2 separate regions of the Sus scrofa genome follow, and region 1 is linked to region 2. Evidence: chromatin contacts called from public Hi-C data. All regions are on one chromosome and are shown on one strand. The core of a region is the stretch at or near the end of the contact, and the rest is flanking DNA. Distances in the headings are between cores, read along the strand shown. Region 1 has its middle 19 kb from the start of FOXP4. Region 2 has its middle 82 kb from the start of NCR2.

Evidence for each region. Hi-C and Micro-C count contacts between places; a contact is called where the count stands out from the background.
Region 1: a contact with region 2 is called in a Hi-C map of alveolar macrophages, with 2.1 times the contacts expected there. The contact joins two enhancer-like sites. A contact is called at or near these places in 1 of 5 promoter capture datasets (fetal skeletal muscle), 8 of 47 Hi-C or Micro-C datasets (alveolar macrophages, embryonic fibroblasts, epiblast stem cells and 5 more) and 2 of 2 datasets of contacts at active chromatin or transcription factors (alveolar macrophages and skeletal muscle).

The regions. Positions count from the first base shown.
Region 1 is chr7:36,740,112-36,743,775 of Sscrofa11.1, reverse strand. No RefSeq gene overlaps it. Among named protein-coding and RNA genes, the nearest start is that of FOXP4, 19 kb to the left of the region's middle. Within about 2 kb of position 1,280, at least 59 of the 83 cell types and tissues checked have an H3K27ac peak or open chromatin away from gene starts, as enhancers often do. A contact at or near this core is called in alveolar macrophages, retroperitoneal adipose tissue, skeletal muscle and 1 more, where this site is marked.
Region 2 is chr7:36,626,068-36,629,555 of Sscrofa11.1, reverse strand. No RefSeq gene overlaps it. Among named protein-coding and RNA genes, the nearest start is that of NCR2, 82 kb to the right of the region's middle. Within about 2 kb of position 1,830, at least 38 of the 83 cell types and tissues checked have an H3K27ac peak or open chromatin away from gene starts, as enhancers often do. A contact at or near this core is called in alveolar macrophages, retroperitoneal adipose tissue, skeletal muscle and 1 more, where this site is marked.

The DNA.
Region 1 (3,664 bases), core at 31-2,530, 110 kb before region 2:
GTCTGAGGGGGCGTCCTGCTTGGTCGCTCAGAGACACTCTTCCCAGGCGGCCTCCGAGCCCTGCTGCCGCCCTCTCTTTACCCGCTACGCGGTGAGGCAAGGCTCTCCCCAAACGGGGTGAATAAGGATATCCGCCGGGTCAGCCCCCACCCTCCAGCACGAAATCACAAGGGGCCGTTTCCAAACGCTTTCAAGTCCTCAAGAAGTTTTCCCTCTATCTCCGAGCTGACCGAGTGATGGGGGAAAGGCGCTGACTGGCCCCGAACCTGCGGGATGAGACCGCAGCAAAACGAGTGCCCTCCCCATCCAAGGCGACGCGGCGGGTAGCAGCGCGGTCCCCCACCCCCCCGCCCCATCTGCCTCCGGCGCGTCTTGGGGAGTCCTAGACAGACTGGGTTTGGGGGAGCCCACTTCACCGCTTCCCTCCCCGGCTCAGGAAAGTCCGGACCGGGAAGTACTCTTTGTCTGACTCGGGGCCTGGGGGCTGGTGTCGCGCCCCCAAACACCCCATTCCCCGCGGGCAGGCCAGGAGGGGGCGGGGCCCAGATTCTTGGGGGGAGGGCGGGCCTCAGTAGCTTTTCCAGCCCCCCCACCCCCGCCGACCTCAACTGCCCCCCCCCCGGCCGCCGCCGCGCGCCGCCGCGCCGTAACCCCCACCTGTTCCCCAGGCAGCTCCGGGCCTCGGGGGCCCGGGGCCAGGGGCGAGGTGTCGCGGCTGCGCCGGGTCAGGGCGCTGCAGCCGGCCCCGGCTGGAACAAAGTGCGCCGGCCTGGGCCCGGCTCCTCCCGGCGCCCGGCGCTTCTCCGGCGGGCAGTTTGCAAACACAAAGTGAGCCAGTGAGCGGGCGAGAGAGTGCGCGAGCGAGGGAGTTGGTCTGGTCGCCGGCCCAGCCCCCACCCGCGTCCCCAGGGCTCCGGCCCGCCACCTACCTGTCCGGCCCGGCCGCTCCGTGCGGGCTCCGGCCCGTCAGCCCGCGCGGGGCATGGGGCTCGCTCGGGTCGCCGCCCGGGCCCGCCGCCGCCGCCCGCTGGGGCTGCCCCTCCGCGCCGCCCGGCGCCGCGCAGCTCCGGGGCGTCCTCCCTCCGCGCCGCGCCGGCCGGCCGCCGCGCGCCCTAGCCCCGCCGGGGCATCGCACTTTGGGGGCAGCTCAGCTCGCTCCGGCTGTGCTCCTTCTTCCCGATCCTCCCGCGACGCTAGTTCGCTCGCTCCGGCGCCCGAGCTCCGGGACCCCGGCGTCCCCGCCCCCGGCCCAGCCCTGGTTCCGGCCCGGGCTCCTCCCCGCGGCGCCGCCGCCGCCTGCGCCGCACCCTCCTCGCGGGCTGGGGGCTCCGTCCCGGCCGCCGGCCGCACCGTCCGGTCCTCAGGGGCGGCCGGCTCCGGACTCCGAGGGGCTGCGACTGAGCCCGGGCAGCGAGTGGCTGCGAGCGGGCGACGCGCGGGCGGGGCGGGAGAGGGCGGGGGAGGAGGAGAGAAGGGGAAGGAGGGAGCGCGCGGAGAGGGAGGGAGGAGAGAGCGAGCGAGCGGCGGAGGGAGGGGAGACCAACTTCTAGCGCTACCATAATTCGCCTAAAGCAGGTGCAGCAACTTTTTCCCTGTCGGGCGCCCAGCCCTGACCGAGAGGAGACCACGTGGACCAAACTTTAGGGAAAGAAGAGTGGGGATCTGGGGAGAAGACGCAGGGTTGCGGACCTGTGAAAGGGGGGGAGGCGGAGAGATTCCAGGGATTCACCCTAACCTGGTGAAGCCCAGGGCGCGTTTTGCAAACCCCAGCCTTTCTCTGGAGTCTGGAGGTACGGCCAAGCCCTGCTCCCACACGGTTCATTGGTTCCCGGCGGGCTGCGCCAGGCGCGGGGAGTGGCTATGGGTGGGGGGACGGGGACCAGAGCCCGGAGCCGCCGTCCTTCCTCCTCTCCCTCCGGTGCCCCACTGCGTGGGGCTGGGGGTGGGCTTTTGAACCCCGGGTGGGGGAGGTGGGGAGGTTCCTTCTGGGCTTTGTGAACGGTCACCCCGGGTGCGCCGCCGCCTCCCTCTCCGGAAGGGGAATTTCCCATAAAATGCTCTTCGAACCAGTGGGGAAAAAAAAAAAAAAAAAGGCCCAAAGCCGGATCCACGCGGGCAAAGCGAAGTGCAAAGTAGAAGCAATTATCCGGACAAATTAGATTGTAAACAAAACTCAACATCTTTTGCCTGAGGGCGGGGGACAGTGGGGGGAGGGACCGGAGGGATTGCGGCGGCGGTGGCAAAGATGTGCATCTGGCCTGGGAGGGGGAAGTCCGGATGAGGAAAGGCCCCAGATCCGAGGGGGAGGGCTGTGCTACCAGCCGGCGCCCCACTCAGAGACCCGTGGAAACCTGAATAAAATCCTCCCTCTGCCTTCCATCCCGCAAACGTCTCTGGTCTGGCTCTGTGTGTTGCGGTGGGGAGAGATGAGGAGCACCTCGGGGGTTGTCAAGGACTGCCCATGATCAGGGCAGGACCCAGCTATGAGAGGAGGGCGGGAAGACATTGACTCCAGAGGCTCTCCGGACCCAAATCGCCAGAGGCAGGTGGAGATGGCAGACAGGATGCTTCTGTGGCACGTGAGCTGGGGGTGCTTCAGGAATCAGAACTTAGGCTATGCCAGGGCTGTTGCCTGGGGAGAGAGGATTTCTTGGAAGAGAAAGTCTGCAATGGGACTTGGAAGAAAAGGAGAGGAGGCTCCCCTCTTGGATTTTCCATCAAGCATTCCTTCCCTTTTCTGTGGGTGCAAACAGCCAGAAGTAGCTGTGACGTCAGTGCGGGGGTCCAGATCCTATGTATTTGCTCTGCATAGGGCAGGTGTGACAAGGCATGGTTGGGTTCTGCTGGAGCCTTTCAAGTCATGAGGTGTGAAATTGTTGGGAGAAGGACTCTAAGTGCCATTTACGTGGATGCCACAGTGTCCTTTCCAGTGGAACAATAGCAGAAGCCGTAAGAATAAAATAACCACAGCTAAGGTTTGAATCCTTACAGTTCAGTCATAGGACTCATTTAACCCTATGAGTAGCGAGTACTATTACCTCCATTTAACCCTATGAGTTAGCGGGTACTATTCCCAATAACCCTATGAGTAGTGAGTACTATTACCTCCAATAGTACTTCCCAATAACCCTATGAGTAGCGAGTATTATTACCTCCCAATAACCCTATGAGTAGTGAGTACTATTACCTTCCCAATAACCCTATGAGTAGTGAGTACTATTACCTCCACTTTACAAAAAGATTAAGTCACCTGTCTAGGCTTCCTCGGCTTGTAAGTGATGAAATAGGATTCCAACCAGAGCCGCTTCAGTGAGACTTTTAAAGCAGCTCCAGCTGCTCGTGGGCTACCTGAGGAGTACAGTTTGGGAGCAAGGAAGCCTTTGGTGGTGTGACTTGATTTATCTTCTTCTTTCTTTTCTTTTTTTACTTTTTAGGGGCACACCAGTGGCATATGGAAGTTCCCAGGCTAGGGGTCAAATCTGAGCTGCAAGCTGCCGGCCTACACTACAGCCACAGAAACACAGGATCTGAGCGGCATCTTCGACCTACACCACAGCTCATGGCAACACCAGATCCTTAACCCGCTGAGTGAGGCCAGGGATTGAACCCGCATCCTCATAGATACTAGTCAGGTTCTTAACCTGCTGAGCCACAACGGGAACTC
Region 2 (3,488 bases), core at 581-3,080:
ACCTAGTTTATTTTTGCACCTATTCCTCAGCCTCAGGGGCTGGGGGTGCCTAGGGCTTGAAGAAAGGGAGGCGATGGGGAAGACTGAGGACAGGCAAGAGGAGGAACTTCCAGGGTAAGGGGGGGATAAAGCAGCAGCTGCACAAAGTCCTGCAGGGGCAAATGAAAGGAGGCAGGAGGAGGCTGGGCTGGTATGAAAACCTGGGGTTGGGGAAGGAAAGAAGAAAACCCAGAGATCCACCATTCACAAACATCCCCAGTAAAAGGACTCTCCTTATGGACAACCTTGAGCGACTTCACCTTTCAGAGCCTCAGTATCTTCATCTGGAAAGTGGGTATGGTATGAATACTCATTTCCGAGACTTGTAGGGATTAAACAACACACATTGTGCCGCCTGGCACACAGTAAGTATCAATACAATACAGCAATAATGTATTATATATTATAATTCAATACTACCAAGAACATGCTATTATTTACTCTTTGCGGAGCCCCAATTCTTCCACCTTCAGAATCTGGGCTCCCTTTCAGGACCTGTTTAAGAAATCTGTTCTTCCCACGTGTGTAGTTCAGACAGCAGTCCTCAGTGGGTGGGGCCAGGCAGAGGCTTCCCTGTCCATTACTGAGGTTTCCAAGGCCCTGGCAGGGACTCCCTCCCCATCCCCCTCCTGCTCTCCTTGGGGCTCCCAGCTTCCCAGCAGCTCCCAGCTCCTGAGGGACGGGAAGTGTGTGTGTTTGGAGAGGGAGGGAGTCTTCCCCCAGTTATTGTACCCAGAGTCAGCATCCTGGAGCCAGGCCCCCGGGGCTCTCTGTGCTGGCCGCACTGGCACCTGCACCAGCCTCCTCCTCTTCCCAGCCCTCAGGGGTCCTGGTGGCTGGGCACTCAGACAAGCTGTGTGCTAGCCTGGGCTCTTGCACAAACTTGCTTTGTGACGTTGGGCAAGTCCCTTCCCCTCTCTGAGCCTGTTTGCTCCTGCGATCAAACAGAAGAAGAAGAAAAAAAGAATGATTCCATGACTTGATGTAAGTGATTCAGAGGAGAAAAGGGAAAAGGAAGTTAAGAAAACCAGGGGTTTTGTCCAATAGTGTCCAGTCACTGGTACTCCAGGCAAAGCCACTGAGATCTGAATAACTCTCCCCAATTACCCAGGTCACCGCAGGAATGGAGACCTAGTTTGACCAACTCCCAGAGAACACAACCCTCTGCTTTTCTTCTCTGGTTCCAGCCTGGCCTCTTCCAGGGGCTTTAACCCTGTTTACAGAAATGGGAATTTGCATGATGAAAATAACCCCAGCCGGACTGCGATTTTACTGAGCTTGGCACAGGGCTCGGAAAAAGCGGCTGCATAGCCAATTACTGGAATTTTTAAACACAAATAATATTTTATGGGATCAGTGGGCTGGCGCGGGGCCGCCGCACCCGGCGCGGCTCCTCCGCCCACAAACAAGCTCTGATTGTGCGGCGGGCGAGCGCGCCAGCCCGGGGCTGGGAGGTGGGAAGGGGGTACGCCGGCGGGCCGGGGTCCCGCGCGGGCAGGTGCAGCGCGGGGCTTGACGGCCGGGGCTTGGGCGGGTGGGGAGCTTCCGCGAGGCCCAGGCGGGGTGGCGAGCGCCCGGCGCCCGGCTCACCTGCAGCGCCGCGCCTGGAAGTGTTTAGCGCGAAAGGGCGCGCCCAGCCCGATGCTCCCCCGCCCGGCGCCCGCCCGCTGGGCCTGGCCCGCGCCCCGCGCCCTTGGCATGGCCGTGGCCGCCGCGCCGCCTCCGGAAGGCCGGCTTCCCGGAACGGCCCGAGGGCGGCGGGGAATCCGCGCCGAGGCCCTGGAGCCAGCCCTCGCCTTCCCAATCCCGCCCGAGCCGCGCTGGCGCGCTGGAGGCCGACGCCGGAGCGGCGGGGCTGCCGCTAGAGGCCAAGGCGGGTCGAGGGCCCAGCCCGAGGGACGGGGATCTCCCCGCAGCCCCACCAGGGGTCCCCATTCCCGCTGGGCCTGGCCCGGGACCCTGAGAGGCTGACCTTCCAGGCAGCCGCGCACTCCCCGCCGGGGGCTCGTCCTTGCCGCCCGCCCGCCTTCCCTCGCCGAGCGCCCGGCCCCAGCACGCACAGGGTTAAGCAGGAGCAGGTGTGTCGCCAGATGCCGCTCACCACCCCTCTCCCCCCGCAGCCCCGTCGGCCGCCTCCTCCTCCGCCCACCCGCTCAGAACCAAACAGTCCCAAATAAAAGTGCTATTGTTGCCTTTCCCCACCCCCGCCGCTGCCCCGCCACCTGGAGCGGAGCCCGGTCCCCTCTTCACCTGCCCCGGGGCCGGCCGGGGGGAAGGGGAATGGGGCCTTCGAGCGGGGACTTCCGCTCCCCCCTCCCCCGCCCCTAGTTTCCCCTCCCCCAGTGCCCCCAGCACTGACCCCTGGGCCAGCCGCGGGGGCTGTGGCTTGGGGAGTGGGGGGGCTCCTTTCTAGCCTGAGGGCTGGGTTCTGGCCTCTCCCCACCCCTCCCTCTAGCCCCCACCCTCACCGGCTAGACCGGCGGCGGGGTGTACAAAGCCGGAGAACAGTAGGCCCTGTCGAGGCACCCGGGACTGTACCAGCCTCACTTGGCAATTGACAGCTGGTATTTTTAAACAATTATTTGTCCCTCAACAAGTCAAGGAAGGCGAGGTACGAGTGATGACTCTCTTTAGTACAGACCCAGAAGCAGAGGCACGCAGAGGTGAAGGGTCCAGCCTACAGTCAGGACACTGCTGAACGTTGGGGTTCCGCTGAGAACTCAGGTCTGTGGGCTGTCCTGGCACTGCCCGGATCAGGAGCTCATTTGGTGGACAAGGAATGGGGGAACCCCAGAGACTGGCAGCCTGGCACCACTTCAGACTCACTGTAGGACCTCGGACGAGTTACCCTTCCCCAGGTTTCTTAAATCAATGGGGGTGGACTAGCGTGATTCCTGAATTCTGAATCCAAGGGACTGGCTGAGCCCCGGAGGTCTGGGGGCCCGGGGTGGGACCCCTACGAGTGAGAGAGGGCGCCGCAGCCTGTGCAGACGGAAGAAAACGTATTTCTGCTTTCGCTCCCCATCTCCGCCAGCCTCCCTCCCCCACCCCGCCCTGCCTCCATCCCTCCTGCTGGCCCCAGGGAGGCTGAACTAAGAGGTTAAATAAATATCTGACGGTGACTCAAGGAAACGAGTCAAGACCGTTGCCGAGAGAAGAAACCCAGACCTCGGTGAAGATCCGCCCCCGAGCCACAGCAGCCCCCGCTCTGCCCTTGATGCGGAGCCCTGCCCCGCCTCGGGTCTCGCCCAAGTGCCCCGGGATAGCCAGCCCCCTCTCCCCGACCTGCTTCAGCTCTGTGCTTTGGCTTTGCTGGGGCCGGGGGCGTGCGCGCAGAGTTACCGTATTTCCTCTTCTTGCGCTCTAGGTTTTGAGCGCAGGTATTTAACGTCTCCAACCCATGGGAAAGTCAAGAGGCTTGAGATTTGTTTTTATTCTTTTAGCTCTAC